Linked DNA regions of Mus musculus: region 1 is linked to region 2. Evidence: chromatin contacts called from public HiChIP or PLAC-seq data. All regions are on one chromosome and are shown on one strand. Each heading gives the region's core, a stretch centred on a gene start, on an enhancer-like site or on the middle of the called end of the contact. The rest is flanking DNA. Distances are from core to core; before and after follow the strand shown.

What was found. HiChIP or PLAC-seq counts read pairs in DNA pulled down with a chosen protein or histone mark.
Region 1: a contact with region 2 is called in a FOXA1 HiChIP or PLAC-seq map of pancreatic cancer cells. The contact joins two enhancer-like sites. A contact is called at or near these places in 2 of 115 datasets of contacts at active chromatin or transcription factors (embryonic stem cells and pancreatic cancer cells) and 1 of 9 other capture datasets (liver).

What each region holds. Positions count from the first base shown.
Region 1 is chr4:141,511,592-141,516,346 of GRCm38.p6, reverse strand. All of the region lies in intron 3 of Spen (spen family transcription repressor), which reads left to right. Among named protein-coding and RNA genes, the nearest start is that of Gm4123, 22 kb to the left of the region's middle. Within about 2 kb of position 1,971, at least 30 of the 459 cell types and tissues checked have an H3K27ac peak or open chromatin away from gene starts, as enhancers often do. A contact at or near this core is called in pancreatic cancer cells, where this site is marked.
Region 2 is chr4:141,304,971-141,309,419 of GRCm38.p6, reverse strand. It overlaps Epha2 (Eph receptor A2), which reads right to left. Exons shown (of 17, transcript NM_010139.3): 2 at 2,839-2,906; 3 at 340-1,015. Among named protein-coding and RNA genes, the nearest start is that of Epha2, 6.0 kb to the right of the region's middle. Within about 2 kb of position 2,324, at least 26 of the 459 cell types and tissues checked have an H3K27ac peak or open chromatin away from gene starts, as enhancers often do. A contact at or near this core is called in pancreatic cancer cells, where this site is marked.

The DNA of each region.
Region 1 (4,755 bases), core at 722-3,221, 210 kb before region 2:
GGCATTGTCCTTCAAGGCTGCGGAGACTCAGTTGTTGGGCTCTTTTGGATCTGAAGGGGTTTTCTGTTAGAGATAACAATAATAAATTGAAGGTAGTTAACAAGGAGACGTAGGCTTAGGCTGTAAGCCAAACTGTTCCAAAACTTTATGTTTTGAAAGTAGAGTTCAGTAGCTGGTACAATCCTTAGGTGGCACTAGATAGTCTTCCTGTGACGTCTGGGCCTCTGCTTTCTCATTGCTTATGCGAACCTTACTGAAGAGGTAGGTATGGCAGCCTGCGCCTATAACACCCCCACAACAGGCCTGCACAGAAAGACCCTATTCCAGTCTGCCACTCCTCATAGCTGAAGAACCTCAGATTCCCAGAAGACAAATACTCTTTTTTTTTTCTTTTTTCTTTTTTTCAAGACAGGGTCTCTCTGTGTAACCCTGGCTGTCCTGGAACTCACTTTGTAGACCAGGCTGGCCTCGAACTCAGAAATCCGCCTGCCTCTGCCTCCCGAGTGCTGGGATTAAAGGCGTGGGCCACCACGCTCGACGACAAATACTCTTATTTATTGTGAATAGTAAAGTGATGTTGCTTACTGCGGTGTCAGAGTATAAGCCCCGCCTCGTCGGCAGCCACCACTTGCTTCATGGCCGCTGGCAGGCTTCATGCGTTTCTTCTCTCTGTCGTTATTCAGACTGTTAAACAAGGGGCCCTGTGTTTAAATTTGAGTGGCATGTATTATAAACCTAGAACACACAGCTTCTTTGACCTGATTAAAAAGTCCAGAATTTTCTTTCAGTATCATGTGCTTACATCTAAGAGAAGCAAATGGCCATGCAATTCAATAACTCTTAGGTTTCCTAAACTGCCGAATTCAGACTAGTCAAATGGAGACTTGTAGCCTCATTTTTTTTTTTTTGGTTTTGGTTTTTCGAGACAGGGCTTCTTTGTGTAGCCCTCCTGTCCTAGAACTCAACTCTGTAGACCAGGCTGGTCTCAAACTCAGAAATCCGCCTGCCTCTGCCTCCCAAGTGCTGGGAGTAAAGGTGTGTGCCACCACTGCCTGGCCTCATCTATTTTTTTAAGTATTCATTTATTTATCTCTCTGAGTACTCTATTTGCATTTATGCCTGCAATACAGAAGAGGGCATCGGATCCCATTACTGATGGTTTTGAGCCACCGTGTGGTTGCTGGGAATTGAACTTAGGTCCTCTGGAAGAGCAGTCAGTGCTCTTACCCACTGAGCCATCTCTCCAGCCCCTAGCTTCATCTTCTTAATTTACCTATGCTCTCACTATTAGGAAATTGCCATGTAATGAGTTGGTACTTAATTTAGGAAGCCGAAGAAGTCGGACTGGCATGTTAGCTGGATGAAGAATGGGTGAAGTTCATTTGAATCCTATGAACAGATTATAAAATCTTGCTTTGTTTCACTTTCTCCTTTTCTCATTTCTCTAGAACTTGGCCATTAAAGGAACCCCTTAGCATTTCAGGGATCAGAGCTCGACTGGAAGTGTGTGTGTGGTGTGGATGTTGATGTTGTTATCAGGAAAGTCCATAAAGTCAGGCCCTGTGCTAACTTATACTGAAGGCAATGGACCCAGTCTGGCCGAGAAGCAAAGCGTAAATGCACGTGTGATCTGAGATGCTCGAGGAGCTGATCTTTGCACATAGATTCTCAGATCTGTGTTCTGACAGTCTGAACATGGAGGAGGGCAGGGTGTACCTGGAAAGGACCCAGGGACCAAGTCTCAGGGAGAAAGTGGGTGAGCAGGGAGATGCCGAGGTAACTGTGTCAGGTGACCTTGTCCACGATATCCTGTTGACGGGACGGGAGCAGGAGGGTCAGAAGGTCACTTCTGACCAGCTGACTCACGGTGTTTTGTGTTTGAAATGGAGAACTTTTGTGTTCTTTGCTCTTTGCACGGCTCTGATTTGTTCTGGTAAGGCGCACGATAACAGGGAGGCGGGGATTGGAGCCTGCTACCAGAGGACAGCACTCCATGGGGTGGGGATGTTGACATTATAAGTGTGTGGTGCCATGCCTGGTTTGTGTGGTTCTTCAGGTTGAGCCTGGACTCTGTGCGTGCAAGGCAGGCCGGCTGCCAACTGAGTCCGGTCTTCAGCTTGTTTATTTAACCCCTTTGAAGAGATTCTAATACATTTCTTGGCCTACTGGTTTCCTTTCATGTATAGTAATAAGGAAATGTGTGTGTGTATTTACAAATATGTACATACTTTAACTATACGCGTGTGTGCGCGTGTACACACAGAGGGAACATAAGATTGACTGTGGTCACAATTCCCTTCCCAGCAGCGGTATTTTCTGGACCTGGTATATTTCAGCTGGACCTGGTTTATTTCAGCTGGGCCTGGTATAATATTTCAGCCATATTTTGCTTTTAGTTCATTACCTGAGCCTAGCATATTAGCTTATTGATTTCTTTCTATTATTAGCAGTGTGACAGCTGCTTTGTGATAAGTGCTCGGTATCCATGTCTGGAATGATGGGAGAACCTCGAGAGCTAGGAGAGGGCGTTGGTCAGGCTGGAGTCTGGAGAACATGAGGAGAGGCGTTTGAATTTAGCACTTTTGTGAGCAAAGCAATGATCTGAATGTTTTGAGACCAGCAGATAATTTAGATAATTTTTGTGTGTGACAAGGTTTTTCTTTGTAGCGCTGACTGACCTGAAACCTCACTGTGGAGACCAGGCTGGCCTCAAATTCAGTCACCAGCCTCTGTAACCTGAGTGTTGGCATTAAAGGTGTGTGCTACCATGCCTGGGTAAACATGCTAATAGTTTAGGATTTTATTCTTTAAAATATAATTTTTTTAGGTTTACTTTTTTTATGTGTATTAGTGTTTTGCCAGCATATATATATGTATATGTATATGTATATGTATATGTATATGTATATGTATATGTATATGTATATATGTGTGTGTGTGTGATGTATGCCCAGTTTCTACAGAGATCAGAAGATAGCGTTGTGTATCCTGGAACCGGAGTTATGGGCAGTATAAGTCACTGTGTGGGTGCTCAGAACGGAAGTCAGGTCCTCTGCAAGAGCAGCAAGTGGGGGCTGGCAAGATGGCTCAGTGGGTAAGAGCACTGACTGCTCATCTGAAGATCCTGAGTTCAAATCCCAGCAACCACACGGTGGCTCACAACCACCCATAATGAGATCTGATGCCCTCTTCTGGCACGTCTGAAGACAGCTATAGTGTACTTATGTATCATAATAAATAAATCTTAGGGTCGGAGTGAGCAGAGGTCCCAAAAATTCAAATCCCAACAACCACTTGAAGGCTCAAGAGCATTTGTCCAGCTACAGTGGACTCATATACATGCAATTTTAAAGAAAGCAGCAAGTGCTGTTAGTCACGGAGCCACCTCTCCAGCCCCCACCCCAGGGCTTGGTTCTTTATGCAGAGATGCACACATAAGGGCTTAGAGGAGAGGTAGCTCATGGGATGTGTACTTTGAGAAAGCAACTGTTGGGCTTGCTCACATGATAGAGTGCTTGCCTAACATGCATAAGGTTTGTTCTGCAACACACAGCAGCAGCAGCAGCAACAACAACAACAAGACCCACAAACCACCACCACCAACAACAAAAAGACCCACAAACCCACAATTCTTTACCACCCTGCTCTGCTGTAAAACCAACCAGCCAGCCAAACCAGCCCCATCAAAACCTGTAAGCTCAGAACAGGATTGCAGTGGCTAGTTAGGTCCTTGGAGAAGGAAAGCTGGCTGTGCCAGAGGGTGCCTGCCTGGGGATGGGTGGGCAACAGTGTGCTGAGAGCCAGGGTGACAACTCATGGAAGAGATCAAGCCAGCGATGGCCTGGCAGTCCAGGGCTCTCCACTGAGAGCAGCACCATGGGCTCTGTGCTTTTCTCAGAGACAGCTCAGAACCAGCTGGAAAGCTTAGATGGGGGTCTTAGTTACCAGGCAGGAGGAAGCAGAAGCAGTGGAGAGTGATGGATGGGACCTTTGGTCATGTGGTCATAAAGGAAGTTAGGTCGTCTTGTACTGAGAATGGTCTCTTAGCCCTGTGTTCCTTTTTTTTTTTTTTTTTTTTTGGACACAGGGTTCCTCTCTATCGCCCTGGCTGTCCTGGAACTCACTCTGTAGACCAAGCTGGCCTCAAACTCAGAAATCGCCTACCTCTGCCTCCTGAGTGCTGGGATTAAAGGCGTGCGCTACCACGCTCAGCCCCTGTGTTCCTTTATAGGATGTTTTTTTTTTCCCTCTAATTAAAGAACATAAAAGTAATATTTTGAAATGTTAACAAATTTATACAGCTAAACTTCTTTTTGAGAAGAAATAGCTCTTTTAAGTCAGGCGTGGTAAATACACTTATCATTGAAACAGGAGGATCAGAAGCTCAAGGGCGTTCTCAGCTACAGAGTGAGTTTTGGGGTCAGTTTGGGACGTATAACCTGCTGTAAAACAAACCGAAGACGCGCGTCCTTTTAATCCAAGCACTAGGGAGGTGGAAGCGGGCAGATCTGTGTGAGTTCGAGGCCAGCTTCATTTGCAGAGTGAGTTCCATGCCAGCAAAGTACATAGTTGAGACCCTGTTTCAAACACACCTTCCAAAAACGCAAAACGAAAGCCCCAGACAGAAGCACTAAAACAAGCCCCCTTCCCTCTCCTAGATAATTTTTAAATGTAATAGTCACAAAAGCTATTTAAAGACGTTTGAAATGGTTTTGTATAGTTTACAGCATAAGTTGTCTGTCATAAAGAGTTTCC
Region 2 (4,449 bases), core at 1,075-3,574:
AGGTCATGTGATTATCACAACTACCCCCCAAGACAGATACTATGACCCTCTCTCTCCACTTTACAGATGATGAAACTCCTGCTGGGGAGTGAAGGAAATGGGCGAAACTAGAAGCGCTGGGAACTGGAAGCCAAGCTTGGTCGTCCTAGAACCGTAACCCTGGCTCATAGTCTCTACACCGTCCTGTTCCCAGGAAGCTTCCGGTCACGGGACCACCACCCGAGAGCAGAGGCATCCACGGAGCAACCACATCCCCAATGTACTAAGGTGTTCCAATCACGTGCCCGTAGCCCCCCACCCCAGTCGGGCTTCCCTGACACCCCAGGAACCCCCTCTCACCTCGGCAGGCATCCTCGACCTTCTCGTAGCCTTCCTGGCACAGGCACTGCCCGATGGGCACCAGCCACTCGCCATCCACCGTGCAGTGCATGAGAGGCCCCTCGCCCCCATAAGGCACCACGGCATGGTCCACGCAGGTACCGGCCACCGTGGCCAGGGGTTGTGTATCGGAGACAGCGACAGCAATGGTCTCGGGGAAGCGAGCCAAGCTCTGCAGCATCTCGGGACACTTCTTGTAGTAGACGCGAACGGAGAGCAGCGCCACGCAGGCGCCGATGTCCTGGAAGGCCAGGTAGAAGCCCTTCCGGGTAAGGGGCCCCACCATGCGCTCCTCTACGTTCAGCTTGACATTGCGAGCCTCGAAGTCACTGCTGACCGTGATCTCGTCAGGGGCGATGGTGTCAATCTTGGTGAACTGGCGCTTCTGGAAGTTGGTGCCATAGTCCACATCTGACTCTGCATAGTAGAGGTTGAAGGTCTCTTTGCATGAGCTGGCGCCACCCGGGAAGCTGTTACAGTCTCGCACCGTGAACTTGAGCTCAATAAAGATGCGCTCGGCCTCCTCCCGGTACACCCAGTTGGTGCGGAGCCAGTTGTCCTGGTCGCCGGATACCACGTTGCACACCGAGTACATGTAGATAGGCATGTCGTCCATGATGTTCTGCATCAGGTCCCACTGTGTGTATGTGACAGGTGACTGTTAGTCTGGGAAGGCAGGGACTGAGTCCCACAGGACACAGCTTCAGTTTTCCCCCTCTCCTGTATTGCTGTTGTTCTCTTGAGACAGTGTCTCATGTAGTCCAAGCTGGCCTCAAACTCACTGTGTCCTGAGGGATGACTCAGTGAACATCTAATCTTCTAGCCTCTACTTCTGAAGTGTGTAAGTGACAAGTATGTACCACCACACCTGACTCTCGGTTCTCGGTGCCTTCATTCTACAGGGAAGAAAACTAGGACCTAGAGGAAGGAGACCCAAAAGCAGCTGGCCCAAGACATGGCTGTGGGTCTTTCTGGCCCTAATGTCTGGGTACTGAGTCTCCCCATCGGTGGGCCGGGGCTAGAGTCTGGGGCACCTGCACCATTTATGCTCTCTAATCCCAGTGTCCCATTTCCACAACTGCTATGAGCATACATGACAAAACACTTGAGCCCAGAACGTGGCGCTCAGGGCTACAACCATACGCAACAGCTAGCATCATGTCACCGTGTAGGGTCATCGCTGTGTGCCATGGGTGTTGACAGATACAGTAAGTGAAAACAATGGATGGTCCCTCCCGCCCCTGGAGGCTCCTCCAAGCTGCCTGGGTGGGGCTGTGTGCCCCTATGAGCTCCACGCCCCCTCGATCATTGGAGAACTTAGCATACGGTAACACAAGCCTGGCTCCCAGGGCTGTATTCTGAACTCTTCAGCATGGGAACAGCAACTGACTTGGCTCTGAATCCCCAGGGCCTCTCTGGCAAAGAATATGCGCTTAGGGTGGGCTCAGAGGAACAAATGTGTGAATAAAGGAAAGAAAAAAAAAAGCAAGTAGGGGCTGGAGAGATGGCTCAGTGGTTAAGAGCACTGACTGCTCTTCCAGAGGTCCTGAGTTCAATCCCCAGCAACCACATGGTGGCTCACAACCATCTGTAATGGGATCCGATGCCCTCTTCTGGTGTGTCTGAAGAGAGTGACAGTGCACACACATAAATACAATAAATTTTTTTTTAAAAAATCAATAAGTAAATAAATAAAGATGGAGGTCTGACCTGTCATCCTATGTGACACTGGCCAAGACCCGAGTGCCCGCCCGGGGCTCAGTTTCCCACTGTATATAATGACTGGGTTGGATAAGGCTATCTACCTCCAGCCTCCAGCTGGACATTCCGGGATCCTAGAAGTCTTTTCAAAACTATACTTCAGGCCATGACTCAGGATAGATGCAAGTCACTCAGACCTGGCCAGCTATACGCTCTGTCCCAAGAGCTCCCTTAGGGACACACCCCTCTCCCTGTCTCAGAGTCCCAGGACTTATCATGGGTGCATTGTGCCCAAGGGAAATTGAGGCTCATAGCACAGTAAGTAGTATCTTCCCCAAAGTCCACAGCCCTCGGACCAGGAATCTGAGGTCAGGGCAGGACCACCAGAAAGCATAGCAGGAAGGGAGATGTCCCCAGTGGAGGGTAAGGCAGAGTAGGAGGGAAGGGGCCCCAGGCAGGAAGTCACTGTCCTGTATCTCTTGCTCTTCACCCCGTGCAGCCTTTAACCCTTCCCCCGCAACCACGAGAGGCAGGCAGGACCACTGGAGCATCCCACTGCTGGGGTTCTCAGCTGTCTCCCCAGCTAGGCCACCTACAAACAGTCCCTTCCTTCTACCCAGCTGCAGTCTGCCTCGGCCCAGGTCACCACGTTTGAAGCTTGGTTGACCCGCAGAGTCTGCTCCAGGCTCCCATCCTCCATCTCTCCTGGGATGTGCAGCCCTCCTTCCCACCCTCCCTCAGCCCTGAAGTTTTACTCACCCCTTTGCCATAGGGGTGCGTGAGCCAGCCGAGCTCTCCCTTCATTGCTGCGAAGTCCAACAAAACAACTGTGGGAAAGATGGGGGAAGGACCAGTGAGCCAGGGCTTTCCCAGGGGCTACGCACGGCACACAGCAGAACCTGCGTGCGGTGATGTGTGTGCTCCACACCCCGCCAACCCCAGCCCCAGAATCAACACACGGCCTGACCAGAGAGGCCTGACCAGAGAAGAAGCAGGCGGGCTCAGTTTGTCACACAGCCGCCTGTCACCAGGCTTTCAGCTCTGGTGTTCCCTCAGCCCCCAGCTGGGTCAGGGCACAGCAGGAGACCGGCAGCTGGGTAGTGTGTGGGGTGAATGGGATAAAATGATAGCCCACTGCCCCATCTGCTTCCTCGAACAAGGGAACAAACACTTCATGCAGGTCACAGAGGACAAGACTGTCTGCTTCTGCCACATCCCCCTGGCATAGAACACCCTGACCCAATCTGGGCCACCCAGCATACACAGTAGCAGAGGGTACATACATACATTTACGTGCTCCATAAGAATGGGTTGTTGGCCTGGCCTGGCGGCAGCACACACTACAAAGGCAGAAGCAAGTGGATCTCTAGGAGTTCAAGCCCACCGTGGTCTATATAGTCAATTCCAGGCCAGCAAGGCTACATGGTCAGACTCTGTACTCCACTCCACCCCCCCAAAAAAATAAAGAAAAGGCTGTTGACAAGAGGGGACAGATCTGGGGGATCTGTCCACCACAGTCACTGTGAAGGACTAAAGGTTTGAAGGCATGGAGGTGTCTAGGAGGGGCCCAAAGCCACACGTCGCTGGGAAAATCATCTTAACCCTGGGAGAAGTGCCTATGGGAAAGAATGGAAGGAAACCTTCACAGGGGGCTCCCCCTGGCCCAGAGGGATCAGGTGCCAGGACCACACTATCTCATCTCTAGAGGCATCAGGAGGGGACTACAGAGATGGCTCAGCAGTTAAGAGCCCAGAGGACCTCCTTGTAACTCCAGTCCCAGAGGATCTGACGCCCTCACAAAGACAGACAATGCAGTCAAAACACCAATGCATATGAATATAAATCAACCAATCAATCAATCAATCAGTCTGGAACTGCCAGGGCCTGGCCTGGCCCTCGGGCTCCTTCCACCAGCCACTCCTACTTCTCTGGCATGTGCAGCAGCCAAGACCCAAGATTCTGTTTCTCTTTAATTTCCAAGTAAATGCTAAGCCCTATCACCCTGCTCAGAGAGCAAGGTATTGGGGAACCTGAGGCTTTGGACCCACATGAGATCCCCAGATTCAGAAGCCAAGGCCAATGGTCAAAGAAGAAGAAGAAGAAGAAGAAAAAGAAACTGAAATGTAATTACTTTCGTGGGCAAAGCAGGTTGAAGATCTGACCCCAGAAGCAACTCTCCTCTAAACCAACAGCTAGGCAGGCTAGGGTTCCAGATGTAAGAGGAGACTCCACGGCCCTAAGAACAGTGTGGCTCAGTTGAGGAGTCCACTCTTAGGAGGTAACTCCGTGGACCACCACCAACAACACAAAAAATAAAGTTAACCGAGTGCTAGCCAACGTGGACCTCTAGTTTGACCATAAACCAGATGT